Regions from separate parts of the Mus musculus genome. Here all the other regions are linked to region 3. A link is a contact called in public Hi-C and HiChIP or PLAC-seq data. All regions are on one chromosome and are shown on one strand. The core of a region is the stretch at or near the end of the contact, and the rest is flanking DNA. Distances in the headings are between cores, read along the strand shown.

Evidence for each region. Hi-C and Micro-C count contacts between places; a contact is called where the count stands out from the background. HiChIP or PLAC-seq counts read pairs in DNA pulled down with a chosen protein or histone mark.
Region 1: a Hi-C map of B cells shows a contact between it and region 3, with 6 read pairs. The contact joins the enhancer-like site here to the promoter of Msmo1 in region 3. A contact is called at or near these places in 1 of 39 promoter capture datasets (pre-B cells), 1 of 484 Hi-C or Micro-C datasets (B cells) and 1 of 115 datasets of contacts at active chromatin or transcription factors (bone marrow-derived dendritic cells).
Region 2: a contact with region 3 is called in an H3K27ac HiChIP or PLAC-seq map of acute myeloid leukemia, with 7 times the contacts expected there. The contact joins the enhancer-like site here to the promoter of Msmo1 in region 3. A contact is called at or near these places in 2 of 39 promoter capture datasets (cranial neural crest and pre-B cells) and 3 of 115 datasets of contacts at active chromatin or transcription factors (acute myeloid leukemia, bone marrow-derived dendritic cells and large pre-B cells).
Region 4: a contact with region 3 is called in an H3K27ac HiChIP or PLAC-seq map of bone marrow-derived dendritic cells, with 10 times the contacts expected there. The contact joins the enhancer-like site here to the promoter of Msmo1 in region 3. A contact is called at or near these places in 4 of 39 promoter capture datasets (cranial neural crest, hippocampal neurons, neutrophils and 1 more), 5 of 115 datasets of contacts at active chromatin or transcription factors (the 230-238 cell line, bone marrow-derived dendritic cells, bone marrow-derived macrophages and 2 more) and 2 of 9 other capture datasets (adipose tissue and liver).
Region 5: a contact with region 3 is called in an H3K27ac HiChIP or PLAC-seq map of bone marrow-derived dendritic cells, with 8 times the contacts expected there. The contact joins the enhancer-like site here to the promoter of Msmo1 in region 3. A contact is called at or near these places in 1 of 39 promoter capture datasets (pre-B cells) and 4 of 115 datasets of contacts at active chromatin or transcription factors (acute myeloid leukemia, bone marrow-derived dendritic cells, large pre-B cells and 1 more).

The regions. Positions count from the first base shown.
Region 1 is chr8:66,322,324-66,325,023 of GRCm38.p6, forward strand. All of the region lies in intron 5 of Marchf1 (membrane associated ring-CH-type finger 1), which reads left to right. Among named protein-coding and RNA genes, the nearest start is that of Tma16, 160 kb to the right of the region's middle. Within about 2 kb of position 1,343, at least 41 of the 459 cell types and tissues checked have an H3K27ac peak or open chromatin away from gene starts, as enhancers often do. A contact at or near this core is called in B cells, where this site is marked.
Region 2 is chr8:66,341,707-66,344,406 of GRCm38.p6, forward strand. All of the region lies in intron 5 of Marchf1 (membrane associated ring-CH-type finger 1), which reads left to right. Among named protein-coding and RNA genes, the nearest start is that of Tma16, 140 kb to the right of the region's middle. Within about 2 kb of position 1,410, at least 25 of the 459 cell types and tissues checked have an H3K27ac peak or open chromatin away from gene starts, as enhancers often do. A contact at or near this core is called in acute myeloid leukemia, where this site is marked.
Region 3 is chr8:64,732,188-64,734,887 of GRCm38.p6, forward strand. It overlaps Msmo1 (methylsterol monoxygenase 1), which reads right to left and starts at 1,391. Exons shown (of 6, transcript NM_025436.3): 1 at 1,321-1,391.
Region 4 is chr8:66,443,090-66,445,789 of GRCm38.p6, forward strand. The region is part of intron 7 of Marchf1 (membrane associated ring-CH-type finger 1); the gene reads left to right. Among named protein-coding and RNA genes, the nearest start is that of Tma16, 42 kb to the right of the region's middle. Within about 2 kb of position 1,287, at least 31 of the 459 cell types and tissues checked have an H3K27ac peak or open chromatin away from gene starts, as enhancers often do. A contact at or near this core is called in adipose tissue, bone marrow-derived dendritic cells, bone marrow-derived macrophages and 2 more, where this site is marked.
Region 5 is chr8:66,390,357-66,393,056 of GRCm38.p6, forward strand. The region is part of intron 6 of Marchf1 (membrane associated ring-CH-type finger 1); the gene reads left to right. Among named protein-coding and RNA genes, the nearest start is that of Tma16, 95 kb to the right of the region's middle. Within about 2 kb of position 1,410, at least 37 of the 459 cell types and tissues checked have an H3K27ac peak or open chromatin away from gene starts, as enhancers often do. A contact at or near this core is called in acute myeloid leukemia, bone marrow-derived dendritic cells and pre-B cells, where this site is marked.

The DNA.
Region 1 (2,700 bases), core at 93-2,592, 1.6 Mb after region 3:
GACAAAATGATTGCTAAGCTTATAGAGTAGTTATCACATTCTGGATGTTTTTGGACTACTGTCACTGTCTTAGTTGGAGTTGCTATTGCTGTGGAGAAACACCAGAAAAACATTTAATTTGGGCTGGCTTACAGTTTCAGAAGTTTAGTCCATTATCATCATGGCAAGAAGCATGGTGGTATGCAGACAGACATGGTCCAGGAGAAAGAGCTGAAAGTTCTGCATCTTGATCTGCAGGCAAAGAAAGAGATCATATGCCACACTGGGCATAGCTTAAGCATATAAGACCTCAAAGCCAACTTCTATAGTGACACACTTTCTTTAACAATCCCACACCTCCTAAGAGTGCCACTTCCCCTGGTTGGCATTTGAAAACATGAGTCTATGGGGGCATACCTAGCCACCACAGTCATATCTTTGATGTTACTAAACCTTGCTATGGAGACTGAACAATATTTTCTCTTCTCCTTTGTACTTAGCCCTCTTCTAGTTCTCTCAAAGTATGGTCATCCTTGAAGGCTATCTGCAATATTGTATCTAATGTGCATCCTTCTATACTTTCTTTCTTTGGAACAACCATATAGAAAAATTTGATTCCTTCCATTGTGTCTGCTGTGCCAACTACTGTGTTTTCAAGTTTAATATTTTCAATTCTATGATTTATTTTCTAGCTTCTTATTCGTGGTATCTTACCTTTCCCCTAAACATAAATATTCATATTGTACTAGTCTGAAAGTATATTTCCAGTTATTGTTCTCTTATGCTACATTTTCAACTTCAACCTTTCTTCTATAATCATATATTAATTAATCAGGCACTCTCCTGTTGATTCTGGAGTTCCAGTTTCTCTGTAGGCATCAATTTCCTCCAGTTGGTGGCGCTGAGTGCATGCTCAGGCAGGGCTGGGGATAAGTATGATGGCACTAAGTCCCAAACACTCAAAGCACTATTGATAGCCTCCATTTGATGTCACTACTCCTGTAACTCATGTCAGAGATCTGCAGGAGCCATGGCAAGGAGACTACCTGCAGAGTAGACTGTTAGAATAATGCTTAATGGTCCAGGGACCTAGGATATGAGAAGTTAGAGGTTTAAATGCCTGAAGACCATCTTATTACTCCACCCATAACTTCTGTTTCCTTTTTATTTGTCTCTTTATAGCCTATGTCTCTCTAAGCCATTCATTTTCTGGGTATCAATGTGACTTTGTCATGGAAAGAGAAAGGAATGGTTATCTGAGGACAAAGAGAAGTATCAAAGGCCTTTCTTTAACAGCTCGAACAATGGCCAGGCTAGGGCGAGGCCTTTGCCAAGAATAGATAAGATGACAATGGTGGCTTATTTGTGTTTCCTGTGGGCTGCTTTAACTGTATGTTTGAGGTAGTGGGTGTGGCTGGAAGCTCACACTGCTTTTCCTTCATGAAAAGAGTAGGTGTTTTGTTTTTTACCGTGCTTCTCTCATATTTCTTTGATTTGAATCAACATTATCCACTTTCTCCAGCTCTAATTTATGATTATATTCACAGCAGATTCCAAAAGTAATATTTAATACATCAAGCCCTCCCATGGCTTATGACAGACACTGTAAAAACACATTTGGCTTATGTCCAATGCTGCCTATGAATTTTTATGTCTGATCACAACTTACTATCTTCCAGTTTTGTTTTTAGATATGGCAATACCTCATCTACTCTTTTCAGTGAATTCATGGAATATCTGATTTATGAATGCTAAAATGGAAAATCTTACCTAATATTTGCTCTATTGCCATTTTGTCTATATATAGACTACTACAAAGGTCTACATTTTATCAGTGAAAACAAACTATATGAATACAAAAAAATAAAAAGACAACAAAGGAAAAGGTAGATGGGAGGAGTGGGAAATGGAATATGGAGTGTAAAAACTAAATTAAAGATAAAATAAAATTAAAAAAATAAAAATTAAAAAACGACAAAGCAGTTAAAAAAATAATATTTAATCTCTGTGTCTAGACATGTTTCGTATGCTTTTTTTTAGTTAGCTATTTTCTTCTATTTGTTTTATCCTATTCTGGTTTGTTTGTTTTGATTTGATTTAGTTTGATTATCTTCTATTTTATTTTAATTATTTGTTTTATTATTTTTTCTTTTTATTATTTATTTTAATTAATTTAAATTTATTTATTATTGTTTAAGTTAAAATTTTAAATTAATAATTTTTATTTTTGTATCATAAGCAATGGGCATGTTTTATACATTAAACATTACTTTCAGAATCTGTTGTGAATATAACTATGAATCATTATTTTTAGTATTATTTACTGTTCATTTTCTAACACAAGAGAAAATGAAAAGGTGTAGATTTGGATGGAAGGAGACTTGGGAAGGACCTGGGAGGAGTTGAGAGAGGGGAAACCATAATCACAATATACTGAAGGAAAATATCCATTTTGGGTAAAAGAAAAAATATTTCAAATGACTATTAAAAGTTTATAGACCCTAAGCTATTCAACTTTAAAATAAAATGAAATACTGATCCAACTATGAGATAATACATTCTTGGGGTAAATTAGTAGTTACTTAGTGGACTTCTAGTTAAATGTTAAATAGATGGACATTAAGCAAAATCTTTGACAGGTAACTTTATGTCTCAGAAAGTGTTCTTAATGAAGAGATAAGTGTCACTGACTTTACATTGTTGATTTCCACCTGTTGTGTA
Region 2 (2,700 bases), core at 160-2,659, 1.6 Mb after region 3:
CATACATACGCACATGCACACACACACATACACACACACGCACACACACAAAAAAACACTGTACACATGGTAATAAATTTTAAAAATATATTCAGAGAAACTAGAGTTAGAAACATTCATGTTAGACTTATTTTCAAAACAAGCTATGAAGTGTATCCAAACAGTAAGAAACATCAAGAGAGTCCCTGGAGTCATAGCAAGGCTTCATCAAGGACATCAGCAGTTAGGGCTCTAGTTAATTAGAGTCAAAATCTTAAAATCACAGCAAAAGCAAAACAAGCTCCATAAGAGATGTCACCGAGAAAAAAATGAGAATAATGTTGTGATGTGTTTGAATCCTAAGAGAGACAGAAGTTTGCACATTGAGAAGTGAGTTGTTGAAAGAACCAGGCATAGAGGCCTCTACCAGTGCACCCAAGTTCAGAGAGTCAGAAACAGATAAAGTAAGAAACTGAGAAATTTGATTACAGAACAAAGACAAATATTCATGGTTTTGCAAGAGAGCTCAGTAGGAAAAGATGCCCTCCTTGAGGCCTGAAAAACTGAACTTAGTACTCAGGACTCATGTGGTGAAGAGAGCACACACATACTAGCTGTCTTTTAACCTCTACACTTGGGTCAGGATACTTGAAGACCCACACACATGTACATACATGAATAAATTTTTAAGTGATAACATTAACTTCGAAAGTAATCAATGATAAAACTGAACATTTTTCTTATTAACATCCATTCCTACTGACTCCCCACTCTTTTGTCCTGATTAATTTATCTGACTAGTACTATCCTTGTCCTAAGGATTATATGATGGAGTTTTTCCTTTTCATATTTTGACATCCTACTTCCATGCTCTCTCCCTCTTAACACATGAACTCAACCAAAATAATTTGGTTTTACTTATTATGTCACCAGCGCCTTGACCAAGACTGGGAACAAAACCAGATCCAGGTAAAGATTTGTTTACTGTTACTGAATCAGCACATTTGAACTTGCACAAGCATTAAATTTCAAGGAAGAAAAATAAAGTTACTAAGAAAATAATACTTAGAAATGCATATACATATTTGAAGTTAGATTTTTTTAAGTCAAAGAACAGAATGTTTCTAGAACTTTCTAGCGTATTTAAAAGGTATGTTGAAATATTCATGCCTTTCTGATGAAACTTGTGATAAATACTAAATAGTCATGGTGTCGATACACAATGCTAATGAAGAAAATTTCTAGATCAAGCAATTACTGAGGGTTTCAGTTGAGGAAGGCTTTGAAGAACATTGGAAAGAAGGCTTGTCAGTCACAATGAAGACTAAATGCAAGGTTTCAGTGAGGAAAGAGCCAAGTGTTGAAGGCACAGAAAAGAAGTGGTTGGGAGTTGCCCTGGTGAGTAATGAGGCAATTGTAAGATGTCATAACACAAAGGCAACATACTTCATTTCTCTGGCAGATGTGGTCAAGGGCTGGCTGTTATGTGAAATACACTGGGGATGCACAGAAACATTTCATTAGGAAATAAATCATTACTTCACTCAATACGTGCTCAATGAAGAAAGCTATGCTTCAGGAGCTTGTGTAGAATATTTTTGACACAGCTTGAAGGACTTCTTTAAAATGTCTAAGCTTATCATAGAAGGCTTCCTAAACTGAGAGTATGTGGAGGATCAATAGATGTGAACAATCTGTAGATAAATGTAGAACATCCTAAGAACTGAAGGGGAGAAAAATGTGTGTATAAGCTCTGAAGCAGAAACCCATAAGACTATGCATAGGTCTGAATAAGCAACACAAAGGCCATGGAAGAGGGCAAAGAGGCTCCAGAATGAGGGAGTGAGAAAGAGACCAGATCAGAAAGCCTAGTCAGCCATAATGAGAAGTCATGGCTTTGTCTTTATGGAAATGGAGTGTCATTAAAGAAAAACAATTAGGAGGCTACTAATATAATTGTGTCATAAATAACAAATTTGAAGTGAACTGGAAAAGGTTGGAAAGAAAAAGACAACACAGAGATACTTAAAGGGGAAATGGGGGAACCTTAGTCATAGCTGAAATGTGAAAACTAAGGCAACCTTCGTATTTTGTTAAATGTACAGGAGTGGCCACCAAAGCACCACTTAATTGAAACGACACTAAAGCTTTGTATCTGAAGCATCTGATGCTTTGTAATGCTGGCAAAATGGCTCAACAAATGAAGTTATCACTGCACAAACATGAGAACCCAAGTGTCAGTCCAAATTATCCTTTAAAATCCAGATATGATGGAAAGCACCTGTGATCCTAGCACTAGGAGAGTGAGAACAAGCTGATCCCAAATCCTGAGGTTCAATAGAACACTAGTGTAGCCAAACTAGTCAACACTGAGTTCACTGAGTGACCCTCTATCAGAAGAAAAAAAAATGAAGGAGGATGGAAGAAGAAACCAACTTCAATTTCAGGTCTCCACATGAGCATAGTTATAGATAAATGTGCACAGATCCATACACAGATATGCACACATACAGAGAAACTGAGAGAAACATATATGTATACAATAACAATATACACAACAGAAAAGGAGGCCATGAATTTGTTTTTCTGCTTTATTTATTTATTCAGTTTATATCCCAATCGTAGCACCCTCCCTCCTATCCTCTCAGTCCAACCCTCACACCCCCTCCCCCATTTATCTTTCTCCTCTCCTCTGAAAAGGAAAGGACGCCCCCCCCCCAT
Region 3 (2,700 bases), core at 141-2,640:
CTCCCCATCGTTTTCTATTTCTATCCGTATGCTCAACTTACTCTTAAAAAAAATTTCACAAAGTGCCCCAGGTCTGTCTGTCTCTCTCTCTCTCTCCTCTCTCTCCTCTCTCTCTCTCTCTCTCTCTCTCTCTCTCTCTCTCTCTCTCTCTCTCTCTCTCTCTCTCTCTGCCTGTCTCTCTGTGTCTCAAGATCTGTGTCTTAAGTTGGGCTTAAAACTATGAAACTAAGGACGACCTTGAACTCCTGATACCCTGCTGAGATTACCAGTGTTCGCCCACACACTCAGCAACCATCAAGATTTGACATTTCTCCATTTGACATTTTTCCTAGTCTCATGGAATGCTGGTTGATACCCATCATCTGTAACTCTTATCCTGATTTAGATTCTGATTACCCAAAAGGCTGCTGGCCTGGATCAAACTTGAATGCATCCTACAGTGCCTCAGGTGCCCATCGCAAACACGCTTTAATGCCTAACTTGAGAAACTTCATCACCTCCAAAAGAGCTGTTCTAGTCTCTAACTCGGCATCCTCGACTAAGTCTCCCAACTTCCACACAATGCTGAGACAGCGTTCAGTTACCTCAAGTTCACGCTCCGTAATGAGGAGAGGAAAACAGGGCATGTAGTTTTAAACAAAGTGTCAGATAAAGTGATCAGACAGGAGAGGGGAAAGCAGGCTTTGCTGAAATGAATATCCTGCCTTTTCAGTTTTGAGCAGCCTGCTTGCCTGGAAATTCGATCTGAATCAGGTAGACTAGATCCTCGGATTTCAAAAAATAAAAAGGATGAAAAAAAAAATGTATTCGTAGGATAACTTAACTCCTGGCTGACGATCCCAGCCCCTCTTTCGGCACTGCAGCTTAGAGAAGCCTTAGGCACAGGGTCAGGATCCATTTAAACATAAGTTTAAACCTTCATGGTTCAAGCGCGGGTAATTCTCCTAATGTGAAGCCCAGACCTCTCGTCCATGCACCCCTCTCTCACATGGAGCCACATCCTACAATACCTCTGGGACAGCTTCCTAGATCCACAAACACAGAACACACCCTACTCCCCCACTTGGTGATGGTGTTTTTGTAAAAAGTTTTTAAGACTCAAGTCAATGAACCAGACTCCAGGTGATTGCAAACTCTTTAAAGGGCAGGAAGTGTTGTCATTCCAGTTGCATCACTTGAGAACCTAGGCTCCTTGCCTGGAGTCTCGCACAGCCCACCCAGGTTCTTCCCACCGCATCCTTACCGGCCTCAGCCGGACACCACCCTGCTGGTCCCCGTCTCAGTCGCCCTCCACCCGGATCAGGCTAGAGAGCGCCTTACCTGGCGTCCCCGCGACAGACAGCGGTCTAAGCGCAAGTCCTGGCAGGTGCAGCGGCCTCCTCACTACCTCTGCCGGCTCAGGGGCAGGGCCCGGAGGCCGGGCCCCGGCTCGCCTGTCGTAATTGGTCCGCCCCACTCCCGCCCTGCCTTCGCCGTGCAGTGATTGGTCCGTGCTAAGGCCCGGCAGCGTGTGACTCAAGTCAACGAAGCCCTAGCGGCGCCAGTCATTGGCTGCGCGGATGGAGTGAGAATAGTGAGACCCGCGCGGCCAGCCAGTCGTCCGCGCGGCAGCGCAGCTGGAGGCGGGGCGCCGCGCGAGCGCGTGACGGCGTGACGGGGCGGGGCAGCCGCGCGGACCCGGCGTCGCCTTGGCAACCAAGCGGTGGGTTCCTAGGCGCCCAGTGCTGTGGGTGCGCTGGGTTGTAGCATCTTGCTACTCACATTGGCTTGGCTTCATCCAGAACCCGGGGAAAAAAGTGGTATATATGTTTTAAAGACTGATTTGAGTTTTTGGTCTTGCTTTCCTGTAGTTTATTCTGGATTTCGATCTTTCTTTTTTTTTTGAAAATGACACTTATTTCTTATTATTTATACTAGTATGAATACTACATTTATTTTCACTTTAAACTGGTCCACATATCATATAGTTTAGTTATAATAGTTTGAATTCCATTATAAATAATTAATTTTTACATACTAAATTTATTCTTCAAATTTATTAATGTATCCTTTTTCTTACACTCACAGAGCCAGAGACACAGAAAGCTAGAGAGACAGAGAGATAGACAGATAGGTATGATGGGGCTTGAGGGAGTTATAGTTGGGGAATGAGGGGAAAATATGGTCAAGATAAACTGTATAGATGGATGACATTTTCAAATAATATAAAATAATAAAAACAAAATCAGTGATGTAAGTTGGATTTTTTTTAGGCTACCCTGGAGTTTTTAAAAAAATCACTTTCTAATATTTATTGTAATCAGATTAATAAAACTAGGAATTAAATTTTCATGTTAATAATATTTTTGAGACATAAATATGAAAATGATATTAAGGTAACCTGACAATTTATATGTAATGGACAATTTTGTGTATTAGATTTCGATCTTCCTTAAGACAGGTCTCGAGTTATAGTCTGGCCTTTGAGCTGGATACGTAACCTAAGGACGGCCTTGACCTCTAGTCCTCAGGCCTTGGATCATCCATCTTGCCCCCCACGTACTTTAATAAGTGAAGCTTTTTTCAAAGTTCTATTCTTTTTATCTCATTTAGTGTCTGTCTGTGAGTGTGTGTTCACAAGGGGAGTTTGTGCTTCCTTCTGCTTTGTGCTGCTGAGGGTTAACCTCATACGCTCAGGCTTGTGCTGACTGAGCCTGGCAA
Region 4 (2,700 bases), core at 37-2,536, 1.7 Mb after region 3:
AATGTATATATACTGTAGGTTTATATATACTTTAGAGAGGAAACTTTAGGTAAAGTTGACAGCTCAGAACCATTGTTTTCAATGCTCAGATCCTCTTATCTGCAGATCCCATCAATTGTGTATCTGAATTATTCAGAGGAAAAGAACACCTGTACGTTGATCATGTTCCCGTGTTTTCTTGCTGTTAGTCCCTGGAAACTACAGTCTTACATCCTTTTTTTTTTTTTTTTTTTGGTACTGCAATTCATTTCAGGATAACTGAGAGCATACAGAAGGATATGCATAGGTGATATACAACTGTTCTGCCATTTCATAGAATGAATTGGAGGCCTACACACCTCTGAACTCCTGACAAACTTTGCTTAATGACAGTAGGTTCTTCGGTCACTTGAAGATTCACAAATTCAGTTGCCCACACACATGGAGCAGGTTATATAAATATGTGAATTATGATGGGTATAAATGAAAGAGATGGTGGGGACCCAGGCAAATCATGTTAGCTGCAATGAAATAAATTCAAAGAACAAATACAATTGTTCAAAGCCTACTACGGAGGTAATGGAATTTTGTTTCACAAGCCAACTGGGATTCCCTGGTGCACTAGCTGACTTACTGTGTGCTATTTATATATAGGTAATATAAGACACAACCTCATCCACACACACGAGACAGCATTGCAGGTCTGTAGATATAGCCCAGTAGTAGAATATGTGATCAGCATGTGTGAGATGCTGGTCTGAGCCCCAACAGCTCAGATGGTACCACCACCACCTCAACTTTACCAAAGAGGGAACTGAGACGTGAGGAGGGTGGATCACTTGCCCCAGGTTAGATAAAGCTCTTTGTCAGTGTCTGCTTCACCCCAGATTCTGGGGTCTCCACCATATCAGCTCCAGTGGCTACGTAAAGTGTGACTATGTGTGTATCTGACCTGTGCTCTCTCATAACAGCAGGCAGCCTGTTCCAAACCCAGATCTTTCTCTGCTCTTTTCTCTTGCTCGGTATCCTCTACAGTATATGGGGTTGTTTGTTTTGGGTTTTTTTTTTTTTTTTAGACTCTTCCATTCATTAGCTTTGCTCTTAGATGGTTTCTCATCTACAAATTGGCACTCCCCTCTGCACCATTACAACACAGCCTGTGTCTCATGGCCCCACTGAGTTACGCCTCTAACCTACACCTTCCAGATCCTTCATGCCCTAAACAAACTCAACCATCCTATCCATTGAGAGCCTGCTTGCTGCTCTTGCTTTAACTAACCACAGCTCATCCCGTGACAAAATGGTGTTCCAGCAACCGCTGGGTGTTGTGACAAGTTGCATTTGGCCTCTTTTCACTTCCTCGTTTCTCTGTCTCAAGTGCAGGAGCATTGTTGTTGCTTTAACACAACAGTGCTGTAACACAGCGCTTCTTAGTATACTCTCTCTCTCTCTCAGAGCTTCAAACAGTTTAAGAAATTTCACATTAAGAGGGTCCTACAAAGATTCTCACTGACCACCCTTTTGAGAAGAAGAGCATTTTCTTGTCTCATTCATCCACAGAAAGCTATGGAGCTGTGCAATTGCCGAGGTAGTCATCAGGATAGCTTATCTGGGATGTTTCCACCACACTGCTGCACAAGCTCTATATTTCACATGTGTGATACAACCTTGTCACAAGTGTCACATCGATGCCTTGGGATATATGCTTACATATAGACTCAAACTCCAGGCCTGCTACATGCTAGGGAAGTACTCTACCATTGAACTTTATTTCCAAACGTGGTATGATTGAGTCCCTTAACCGTTCAGTAAAAGAAAACATAAAATGGGGCATCTTGGATAATCTGTAGTATATTCTATTCACTCCTAACAGAAAAAGAAGGTATCACTATATAATCTTGTAGATAACCCCACCTACTGTATGCAAAGCAACTTGCCTATTACCTCTCTTATCTTTGTCCCTATAGTGAAGAAAAATCTATTAATTTTTATGATATTTGACACTCAAAAAAAATCTATTCCTTCTCCCAAAATAGATTGGGTTGGTGACTTAATTCTGCATGATCAGATCTCGCCCACATCTCCCTCAGAGATGGTACTATACTTCTGAGTTAGTGCAGAAGGAGAGGACAATCTAAGTCCACTTGGATGCTAGGCTACAGAGTCCACATTATGATAACTGATGGATGCTCACCAGATCTGTTCTAAATTACTGGTACTGTTCAGCATTTAAATTTGTTAAATACATCCTCTGTTGACTAAAGCAGGCTATTCCTGTCAATTCTTTGGACATGAGGAGATAAAAAACAGAGAGGTAAAATAACTTGGAGGAGACATGCAGTCCTAAGTGGCAGAGCTAGAGTCTGACCCCAGAAATCCTTATATCGATTAACATCACTTGGATCAGAGGACTGCATTACAAATCTTCAAATATGACAAATGACAAATTCAGCAAGACCTGTGTGTGTGCACGGAGAAGCAGCTCCCTCTACAGGGCTGCATTTCCTAGCTGTATTAGTTACTTGCCTTACTGCTATGATCAAAAACAAAACAAAACAAAAACAGAAACAAAAAACTGACAACAGCATGGATGGGAGAATTTATTTTGGCTTACAGTTCTCAGGGATACAATCGAGCATAGCAGGGAAGCTGGAATGGGATGAGACTGGTCATATGGTGTCCACACCCAGGAAGCAAAGAAGCAAAGAGCAATGAGTGCCT
Region 5 (2,700 bases), core at 160-2,659, 1.7 Mb after region 3:
TTGATACAAATACCATTAGGTCAGACAGAGCTGAGGAACCAACATTGTTCACTGATGTTCCTTTGAATTTCTATGGGTAGATTTGAAGAATAATAAGGGCTAAGACAAATTTCAAAGCATTTTTAATAAAATACAGAGTCTATCCAAGTTGTTTTGCTCTGTTCTATAGATCTCTGCTTTCCAACAGCCTCCATGAACTTCTTAAGTTCTTTTAGCCTATCTTCAGCCAGAAATAGTTCATCGTTGGTTTTCTCATATCCCATGGGAATTTTCATGATATTCTTCTAAAGAATAAAAATATTCCAATGCAAAAATATATGCAGGAAGTATTTTTGCTAAATAAAATTGGCTAGAAGAGTGACAAACAAGTCACTATAACCCTGTTCTGTACTGTTAACAGGAAATGGTGTATAGAATTACTCTACTGAAAGCTACAGTGATAAAGGTTAGTGGAAGTGAGTAGGAAGGACATGGTGGTAGCCCACTAAGTAACTAGGAAGCACCTTAATTGTTAGGTCTAGTGAGAGCATAAGACAAAGTTGTTGACGGCCATGGTACCCTGGAGAACCTGAGAAATGTGAGATACTGGTATTTATAAATGTAAGAGACATTAGAGGCCAGTTGACTTGAGAACGGTGTGATGAGTTACATTATAAGCAAGCCATTTGTGATTCCAAATGTGCTCCAGTGTAGATTTTCCATCAGTCAGTCAGTCCTGGACACATGCACAGAATAGAATCACTAAATGGACTCAACAAGTCGTATACATATGTGTGCCTGTCTATGTATGTTACTACTATTACTACTACTACTACTAATAATAATAATAATAATAATAATAATAATAATAATAATAATAAAAGAAAATATGAAAAATTTTAGAGAGGATGTCACTAGAGGATTTGGGAGGAAAGATGGAGTAATCTAGATGGAGTTCTATGTATAAAACTCTCAAAACATACTATATGCAAAATAATAATAGGCATGCTGTTGAAACACAGCACAGTTGGAGCTGATGATAATTTTTCAGTGATTGGTGAGCTATACACTATAAAATCAAACAACTATGTACCTATAAGTCACATAGGTTGATGTGATATACTGACAAGAGAAAATAATGGTTGGCAAACATGAAAAATGTCCTCAAGGTCAGAGAGGACAGAAGGATTTGGGGATCATTTTGAGGGGAATGTAGGAGGCCTAAACAAGAAAATTAAATTTCTACAAGAAACACTGTAGGAGAAATGCTTCCAGATTGATCACAGACACCATGATCCCCTGCGCAGGGAGGAAGACAATGGTGAGAGAAGCAGCAAATGCCTGTGAACTTGTAGTTCTGTTGCTTCAGACATGCAAAGGCAGATCTTACTTTAGTCACAACCACGAAGAAGAAGCAACCCCTGAGCCCTTCCTCCTTTTCTGTTCCTGGCATTTGGCCCACATGTGGACACCATATCCTCTTTCCCATACTTGTCTCAGTCTTATTCTGAACACGTATTGCTATTAGCCAATTACCATTTGGAAATTAAATCGCCGTGTGGTTATGTGTATGGCTCAAAAGTTGCCTTACAGGAAAATCACATCTAAAAGTAAAAGATCAGAACATGTTGGCCTTTTGTTGGAGTTTTCAGTGGTTTGTACTCTCAGTGGGAAGTGCAGAATCTTTAATATGATTTCTAAGTCCTCACATGATCTCTGTGTGAGACTTGCCTCTGCAGTTTTGGTATGCACCATTAACTATGACCTACCTGTGCTGATATGTTTCTCATTCCCTGAAAGCATCTAGGGTTTTTCTTTACATGGCCCCCTATGACCCTCACTAGACTGATTGCTAGTCACTGTTTCTCAGTTTAAAAAGCCATTTCTCCCATTATACTCAACTCCTAACTAATGCTCAAGACCTCTCAGTTCCATGACATATTTTATTTTAATTCATTTTTAGAAATAACTGTACTCTGTTCACATTTATTTCCCTCCACACATACTAGTCTTTCTCATTGTCTTTAATCTCTTATCACTTTCAATGGTTTCCTTCTTCATCCCAAATAATGCCTTCTCTGCCTTACTCATACACATATACATATGTACATGTATTGCTAAATTTAGAATGCACGTGAGAGAATACACACAGCATAGTTTTCAATGGTAAAATGCAGCTATTTTGTGATTAACTGCAATCTTTTTTTGCTAACATTTGCAAAGCATTTGTACCTTGGAGATACAACAAACTTCTCAGCATATTTTTTTTTTAATTTAAGGAAAATATCCTTTTTAAGCCATTGATGTTGATTATGTGAAGTCATAGTATCCAGTTCTGGGTAAGCTTGCCACTAAAAAAATCTACCTATGAAGGATTCTTGAGTCTTGTGGTTCTAAGACCTTAACATGAATCTACAACTACTAGAGAGTTTATTTAAACATAGATCACTGGTTATTTCTAGAGTCTTCTGTACTCTGGTATTAAGACCTTGAATTTACATTTCTGGTATAGTCACAGATGATACTGATGCTTTAGACTAAAAATCATGTCTTAAGAACCATAGTTGTATGTCATAGGTCTCTCATGGTTTAGATGGGAAGAAAGTGGAAGACAGGGAAGCAAAAGATGAGTTAGGAAAGCTGTTAGACATTTGTGGTACATCATAACTCAGTTTCTTTCTTGTTCACAATCATAGGCTGATACAGTTGAGCCATTACCAG